Linked DNA regions of Mus musculus: region 1 is linked to region 2. Evidence: chromatin contacts called from public HiChIP or PLAC-seq data. All regions are on one chromosome and are shown on one strand. The core of a region is the stretch at or near the end of the contact, and the rest is flanking DNA. Distances in the headings are between cores, read along the strand shown.

Region 1 (4,153 bases), core at 115-2,614, 340 kb after region 2:
GAGGTAGCTTTATTAGAGTAATTACTTCATTAGCATCAAGTGGCTGAACAGGTCTGCAGAACTGGTTCTATTTGGGGGTGCTGATTAGCTGTCAGGGTCACAGCATAGGTGCTCAACTTCTGTATGGCTGGAAATGGGTGGGGGACACAGAATACAAAGTAGAAGTGCAAATAAAATTAGCATGCAAGATAACAAATATAAGGTAAGCTTTGTGGGTTTCTTCATTTTGAGACAGGGTTTCAGGTAGCTCAGGCTATAACTTGAGATCCTCCTGCCTCGGTCTCTCAAATTCTGGGATTGCATGTGTACACCACCATGTCCAGCTTCAGTAAGCATTTCTTCTAAATTAAAAAAAAAATTCCTACCTTAAACCAAGCACGAAAATGAACGTAAATAAAGCCAACACACAGATGACTCCAGTGAATTCTTTTTCCTCCCATTCATAGGCTGGACAGAAAACACCCATTCACATACACCCAAGGAGCCAACGGCAGGTTCGTTTTCCACTCCCTGGAGCTTAGGCAAAGAAATGTTTATTGAACTGAAGGCAACGGATTAAAGACCAAAATGAAGTGTGGTTTGTAAAGATAGGATTTATTTACCGTATTTCTCTAAGTTCACTATTCAAGGATAGATACAATTTAAGAGAAATAGGTGTTTTCCCCAGGGTGATATAGAAGCCCTTTGGAAGAGGCAGACTTGTGGAAAGTAAATATTTTCAGGAGGAGGAAGGTCATTTCTGTGAGGTTAAGGCCAGCCTGGTCTACACAGCAAGTTTTAGGCTACCCAGGGCTACATAGTGAGACCTTCTAAAAATAAATAAAACAAAACTTTTTTTTTTTTTTTAGGAGGGAAAGAAAAGGGAGTGGAAGGGTGAACTGGGGGGCCAGCCTTCAGCCTGAAAGCTTAGAACATTTCACGAAGTGCTTTCTTTCATATGGAATGTGGGCAATGGGGTTAACTGATATAGAACATGGCTGTGGAAGGCAGCGTTTGCCTGGAAGCAGAGTGAGGCGGTTCTGCCTTTGCTACTTGCTACTTGTGTGGTTAACAGGTCTTTCACCCAAGTCCTCCTCAGGACTAAGCAGAGAACGTTGTGTTCAGGATCTAGGTGGGGCGCAAATGAGCAGGGTAAGGAACGCTGCAAGCCAGGAGAAATCGGAGACCGAACCTCCCGCGGGGCCCGCCGCCCGCGCGCTCCCCCGCGCCCCTCGTTTCGCTCCTCACAGCCCCGCACTGCCCTGGTCCTCCGGGCCCCGCGCGCTCCCCCTCCTTACCCGGCTTGGTGGTCACCAACTCAGCCGCCAACTCTCCTGCTGCAGACCTGGCCGCTGGGTCCCAGAAGCAGGCATGAGCCAAGTCTTCAGGACGCTGTTGCCCCAGCAACCAGGGTACGTCCCAGGTGGATGGTAAATCCCCGCCCCCGACAAGTAGAGGAGTTGCGATTGGCCAAGGAGGCGGAGCCAGACAAGATTCGGGCCTAGGAAGGACTTCCTCCGGAAATGCTGTCCCTGGGAGAGGTGTGGGGTGTATCCCTCTTTTCTGTTTTTATTGTTATTATGTTGGATTTCTTTGTGATTGAAGCCGTGTCCCATGGACCTGCCCCACCTCTGAGAAGCAGAGTTATTTATCTTTACATTCTTATAGCAAAATATTCTTGTGTTCTTTTTCTTGTATAATTGCTATATTCATCAGAATTATATAAGCCTATTTACATATGCATATATAATCTGTGTGCGAATATGCACTTACTCAAATACATTATCGTCTCAAAAATAGTTATGTTGCAATTAAAAATAAGAAAGTAATGTTTAATTTTGCCCTCAAAAGATTACATTTATGTGTTTGAGTATGTGTCTGCCTGTGTGTTATGTGTACCGTGTGCATGCAATGCCCACAGAGGCCAGGTGAGGGCGCTAGAGTTACAGGTGGTTGTGGGCTGCCATGTGGGTGCTGGGAATCAAGCTGGGTCCTCTGCAGGAGCAGCAAGTGCTCTGAAGCACTGAACCATCTCTCTAGCCCTTGTGGATAATGAATCCAGCTTCCCCATGCCATACTTTCTGAGTGCTAGCTGGATGTCTGGTGAGCAAGATTAACTTAGAATTAGCATGTCTGGCAGAGGCCTATTTGTCTACTGTAGGGCATGACTCTACAAACACAAGACCTGCTTGCTTTGCCTACCACTATCTTTGGACTCCACCTTGTGCCAGTACATGGCATGGTATACAACCATAAGGCCCTCACAAATAAATTAGTACCAAGAGTACCCTAGACCTAGTCATCACGAGGGATGACAGTACTGATGTCATCAGTAATGGTCCTTCTCCCTGGCTCTGTGGAGTTCCCTTCTTAAGACACTGTCAGAGTTTGTATTCCTACACAAAACATCATGTCCAAGATGGGGAAGAGAGAGAGTTTATTCAGCTTACACTTCCACATTGCTGTTCATCACCAAAGGAAGTCAGATCAAGAACTCACACTGGGCAGGAACTTGGAGGCAGGAGCTGATGCAGAGGCCATGGAGGAATGCTGCTTACAGACTTGCCTCCCCTGGCCTGCTCAGCTTGCTTTCTTACAGAACCCAGGGATGGCACCACCCACAATGGGCCCTCCTCCCACCCTTGATCAATAATTGAGAAAATGCCTTACAGCTGGATTTCCTCGAGGGAGGCTCCTTTCTCTGTGATAACTCCAGCTTGTGTCAAGTTGGCACACAAAACCAGCCAGTACAGACAGACACCCGTGTAAGTACTTTATGTCTAGTTCAGTCTGCTCCACAGGACGCTGATGAGATAGGTCCAGTGGAAACACACACACACGATATTTTGTCCAAGGATTCACAGCTGATCAAGTCAGGTCCAGAACGAGAATCCACAGACCTGAGTCCACAGGCCCCACTTACAGACTTCCTGACTTCTTATTTGGAGAGGAAGTCACAGCCTCATGGGTAAGATACCCAGCACATATCTTTGCCAGCAGGTGAATTAATGAGTACTGTGCCCTATGCTGCACAACTGGACCCTAAGTAGCCCCTGCCCCTGGCCTATTTAAGGAGAAAGCAATCTCTCCTGCCCACTACCAGGCTGACACATTTATCCCTCTAATTGAATGACCAGGCCTCCCGTCATTAGGAAATAGCATCCATACACCCCTGACAAACATGCCATATGTTCATAATTTCTTTGACACCTTCTCTTGTCCCAAAAGAGAACTGCTTTTCAGAGAGTCCAACGCCTGTACTGGTTGTCCTGGGTCCCTTCACAGAGGGCTATGTGTTAGCCTTTTCAGAAACCTTTGCTTGTGTTTGTAGCCTTTTCAGAAGACATTCAGTCAAAACTATTTCCTCGTGGAGCTAAGACATTACTGGATTTTTTTTTTTCAATTCTTCTCACCTAAAAGAAGCTCTGCTGGAGATAAGATCAAAGAAGATAAGAGAATCCAGCTGCCTGCTAATAAACAGATTTGCAAAAGCCTTCTTATGTTGTTGTTTTGGGAAGTATTATTTTCATAAACACTTAACACACACACACATCCACACACATCCTGGAAATTTCTAGAAGTCTTTAGGGAGGAGAAGCTAGTCTGCAAATAAGAGGCAAGCAGGCCACAGCCTGGACCTTCGTGGGCAAACGCAGGGTCCCTTTTGAGCTTTGTACACTACTGGCCTTTTGCTTGCTATGTGCTCCAGCTTCGAGATCCATAGCAGAGGGCAGGGTCTCATCCCTGATGGGACGTGTTAAACCTAAACCTGGAGATTTGCTCATGTTTGGTTTAATTTTTTGTGTTTCCCCCTCCACTTCCCCAATCTTTACTCTGTAAAGTATTTTCCTGCACTGGCAATTTCTTACTTCTGTGTGAAGAGTTGACTATTTTTTTCACAAGAAGCTAAATTCAGCTTACGTGTTTATTGCCCAATGAAATCATAACACCTATTAGTGTGGGTTTGATCTCTGTCCAGACAGAGCAAGCTCTGTATCAGAGACAGTGGCCCCAGGGCAACAATTTAATGATTGTCATTTCTTCTGGGAAAACTTTCCAAGCACCCTGCTGGTTCCCTCGGAGTGCAGGACGCCCTGCAAAGGGCTACTTTCAAAAGGGTGGGGCCTGGAGCCGGACTGCGGTGTTTGTGTCCTTCCCCATCCTCCACAGCATC
Region 2 (4,105 bases), core at 472-2,971:
TTCAAGGGTAGGATGCCAGAGATGGCCAGACCATATGGGACACCTCTAAGAGCGGCTCATCTTTCCACTTCCTAATGGTCAGGGAATGAGAGTGAGGGTCAGGAAGTTTCCTGGGGTTCTGGGGTCCCTTCTATCTCGCACCTACATAGGATGGAACACAGAACTTGGGAAGGGGTGGCTGGGGCTGTCTGCCTTTCAAACTATAAACTTGGCCTGGAAGCAAGGTAGCCTGGCTGAGCCAGACTGCAGATCCCTGTGCAACCCTCAGATATAGGCTGCTCACTTCAACTCTGGTTTTCTTATTCAGCTGTTAGGGCTCCAGAGTCACCAGACTTCCACAGAGGGTAAGGAAAGGCAGAAGAGGATAGACACTAGGAGGGACAGAGAGGAAGGGAGAGGTACACAGGATAGTCCCACAAAAGTGAGGACCCCCAACACCTGGGAGAAATGCCCACGGACTGTCTAGTATCCTCAACAGGACCCAGCTTCTGGAATGGGCGCATGGAAGAAAACTCAGCGCCAATGGAGTAGCATGGACTAGCATAAACTCCCTAGCACTGGATCTCTGTGGGACTCTCCGGAGAGCAAGACAGGCAGGAACCTCCTCGCCCTCTCCAAGGAGAACAAGGAAGAATGTGAAAAGAGAGACTCGGTGTGCAGCTTTGCCCGGAAGCCCCTTCCGGGAAACTCAGATCACGGAGGGACACCCCCACCTAGCAGTTCCTTCTGCCTGGACCAAAGGCTGTGCCTGTGCCTCCGGCCCCCTCTCTCTGATGTCTGTTCTGTTATTCGTGTTCTCATCCACCTCCTTCCCTACGTCTGTCCGTCTTTTCTCCCCCTCCTGTCTGACAGTCCATCTGTCCATCTCTTCCCAGACATCTCCATCCTTCCTCTCTCACTCGGCCCCCTCCCTCGGCGACGCCCCTCCGAGTCCTCCCGTCTCTCTGTCTGGTGTCCATCTGTCTCCTCCTCTCTGTCCTTTGATCTGCCTTTCTCCATTCCGCTGTCCACTGCCTCCTCGCTCCCCTCCCTTGCCTCCTCTCCCCTCTTCCCTCCCGCGGCTGTCTTTCTGAGGGCTTCTTCCTGGGCCCTTTTGTCTGTTCCCACTACGCCTCGGCTCCTGTCCGTCTGTCCCTCTATCTTCCCACCTTCCCTCCAGTCTCAGCGCGTCCTTTCTGACCACCTCCGGGTATCTCCTACGCGGCAGCTGCCCAGTCCTTGGCCCCGGGGGAGCGCCGCTCTCGGTTCGGGGGTCCCCGCCCGTCTCCGTACGCATGCCGGGCCCCGCAGGCGGCCGTCGCGCTTCCTTTCTTCCTCTGGCCTCCCGCTTCCCCTCCCGGGGCCTCAGTCCACCCCGCCCCCGCCGGCCCCGGGCGCCCCGGGCGATCGCAGAAGTTACTTTGCAAGGAGGCAGGATCCGGCGCTGGGCGGCCTCCGACGGCGCGGGGTGGCAGCCTGTAGGACCCCGCGCGCCCTCATCCCCCTGGGTCCTCGCGCTTACCTGGCAGCCCGCTGCCCCCCACCAGCCGCCCGCGCGCTCCCAGAGCGAGCAGTAGGTACAAGTGCCAGCGCACGGCCGCCGCGCCCATGCTCGCTGCGGGCCGCGCCGGGTGCTGGCGTGCGGGGCACGGGACGCTCGGAGCGACCGCTCCGCGAGCGCTCCTGTCTGCAGCGAGCTCCGCTACCGCTCCGGCTCCCAGCCACATAGCCGGCGCGCAGGACAAGCTGACAGCCGCGCGCTCATTGGCCCGCGGCCGTGGGGGGCGGAGCTCCGCGGGAGGCCGTCCAGTGGGCGTCGGGTGGCGTGGCCTGCGGGCGTCTGGGCCCGCCTCCTCTCCCGGGGCCGGCGGCAGGTGGGGGGTGGGAGCCGAGAGAGCTGGGGTCGCGGTACAGGGTGTCACCCGGGGCCTGGACTGGGCCGCAGGCTGCTCTTCCCCAGTCCCTCTTTGTGTGCTGATCCCCGAGGTCCAGGGTGTCTGTTTCCCTTCAGATATGCACACACTCTGTTGGGGGAGTAGAGGTGAAGAAAGGCCCAGAGGCACCCAGGGATGGTGAAGAAGATGCTAAGAGCACGCAGCCAATACATAGGAATTTATTGAGCCGCTACTGGATGCCAAGTGCCGCTGGGGACAGCCACACACTAGTCAGCAGTGAAAGCTCTGGACGATAGCTTCAGAATTTGCGTACAAAATCAAAGGAACTTTTCAGTACTGCCCCGAAGGACAATGGTTATAGGAGTGTTTGTCTTGGACAGGCGCGTGTCGCGCCTAGAACCGTTCTCCCAGTGAATGGACGCGCGACCAGGCCGGATTGAGTGACCTCTCTCTACCCAGGCTCTTGTTGCTCTGCGAAGCCCAGATCCTCGGGTGACAGGCCCAGCGAGGCGGGAGAACCGTGGCGTCGCGGTCTCCCTAGCCCAGATCCTCCCCCAGCTCGGGGTCTACACCTGACCCCTCGGCCTTGAGGCCTGGCGGGCACTCAATGGCCTCTCTCAGCTCCGGAGGGAGGCAGGACACTGAAGAAGTTCAGCAAACCCCAAGGCCCATCTCCTTGACAACCACCAATAAGAGCTCCTGTTTTCTCCTGCTCTCCAGATTCAAAGACTAGAGTTTTAGCTTTTTGTCCACTCTGCCTGTGCAGTGTTGCGCCCAGCGGTTCCCATCCACGCTGGCTCTTTCTTCCTCCCTGCCCCCAGCACACACTTTTGCAGCCACCTCCAAGGCCCCAGAAGGTTAAAGTCATGTGTCTCGGCTCCTGCTGCTAGCCAGACTTCCCGTGGGCTTAGGGCAATGGTTTGGAGACTAAGGCAAGGGATCCATTTCCACGTTATGCAGATGGAATCAAGGAGGAAAACGTGGAACTCTGGCCTCTACTGTGTCCCCATAGGCTCCTACCCTGGCCACTGCATGCATTTTCTTTCCCTGGTTGCTCCTGGCCATGTAGTTTAATTTGGGGGACCTTGTTACCACGCCTTATTTTGTCTTCTCTCAGCTGTAGGGCTTTGAGATTTTTTTCTTCGCCTGTGCAACCAATCGATTTGTGAGATGTGTTGTGTGTGTGTGGGGGGGGGGGAGTGAGGGAGTTTGGGAGAGGAACTCTGACTTCTTAGCACAATGTTTTTCATGTCTCTTCCTCAGGGGCTCTCATCCCCACTCATATTCAGGGGGGATGGAGGCTTGGGATTCCCGTGAGTCCCCGGGGACTCTTTTGCTAATATGGAAATTTTATCTGCAGTAACCTTTATCTTCAGTGACTTGAAGGTCAGGTTTGCTGATGAACTAACACTCTTTAAGCGTGCAAAAGAAACGAGGGTCTCATCTAGGAGACCATGGCTCATGTGGCAGAACCAAAGGGCTGTGCAGGGTGGGGGGGAAGGAGGGCTGGGGGAGGGGAGCTGAGTCTCTAAGTTCCTGACCAAGGAGAAGGTTTATCTCCTTGGAAGAAGGAGGGGGTGGAGAAAGATGCTTTATTTCCTAGAGCAGAAGGCTCTAGATTGTTCTGGGGTGGGTTGGTTACATGGGATCATCACTCTAATGTCAGGACTAAGGATGTCTTGGCACCTTTGCATATTGAGCTGAGAAAGTGGAAGCCACTGGTTTGGGGAACAGACTGGGCTACCTCACATCCGAGCCACCTGTGTGCATTCTGCATGTCAATCGGCACCCACACCCTCCTCTGAGGTCCTCTCTAGACCAACCACAGGCACGGTAGCCTGGCACACAGCTTGCCTTTTGCACCCTGAACCCAATGTCACGTTGCCACCCGGACAGCCTTTGTTTCCTCCTGTCTGTACCCCAGTCCCTGCCCCATAAGCTTGGTGCAAGACCCCCTTCAGGCTCAGAAAATGGAAGTCCCCACTTTCACATCCCTCAGCTTTCTCTCTGTCACCATCCAAAAATGCAACCCTGGGGGCCTTCTCTGTGGCCACAGTTCCCAAAGGGAGCTAAGGCAATTATCATGTGATTCTGTGCATGAATGAACGAATGAACGAACGAACGAATGAATGAATGCATGAGTGAGTGGGTGAATGAACAAATGGTCCCAGAAACAAGGCAGAACCATCTGTGAACTCCTATTGCTCCAGTGAAGTAACTTTGGCCGTGCC

What was found. HiChIP or PLAC-seq counts read pairs in DNA pulled down with a chosen protein or histone mark.
Region 1: an H3K4me3 HiChIP or PLAC-seq map of embryonic forebrain shows a contact between it and region 2, with 5 times the contacts expected there. The contact joins the promoter of Efcab6 here to the promoter of Scube1 in region 2. A contact is called at or near these places in 14 of 39 promoter capture datasets (the 3T3-L1 cell line, 3T3-L1-derived adipocytes, cranial neural crest and 8 more), 11 of 115 datasets of contacts at active chromatin or transcription factors (astrocytes, embryonic basal ganglia, embryonic forebrain and 6 more) and 1 of 9 other capture datasets (embryonic stem cells).

The regions. Positions count from the first base shown.
Region 1 is chr15:84,063,985-84,068,137 of GRCm38.p6, forward strand. Efcab6 (EF-hand calcium binding domain 6) reads right to left here and starts at 1,365. Exons shown (of 32, transcript NM_029946.4): 1 at 1,278-1,365.
Region 2 is chr15:83,723,318-83,727,422 of GRCm38.p6, forward strand. It overlaps Scube1 (signal peptide, CUB domain, EGF-like 1), which reads right to left and starts at 1,722. Exons shown (of 22, transcript NM_022723.3): 1 at 1,502-1,722. The coding sequence starts at 1,589.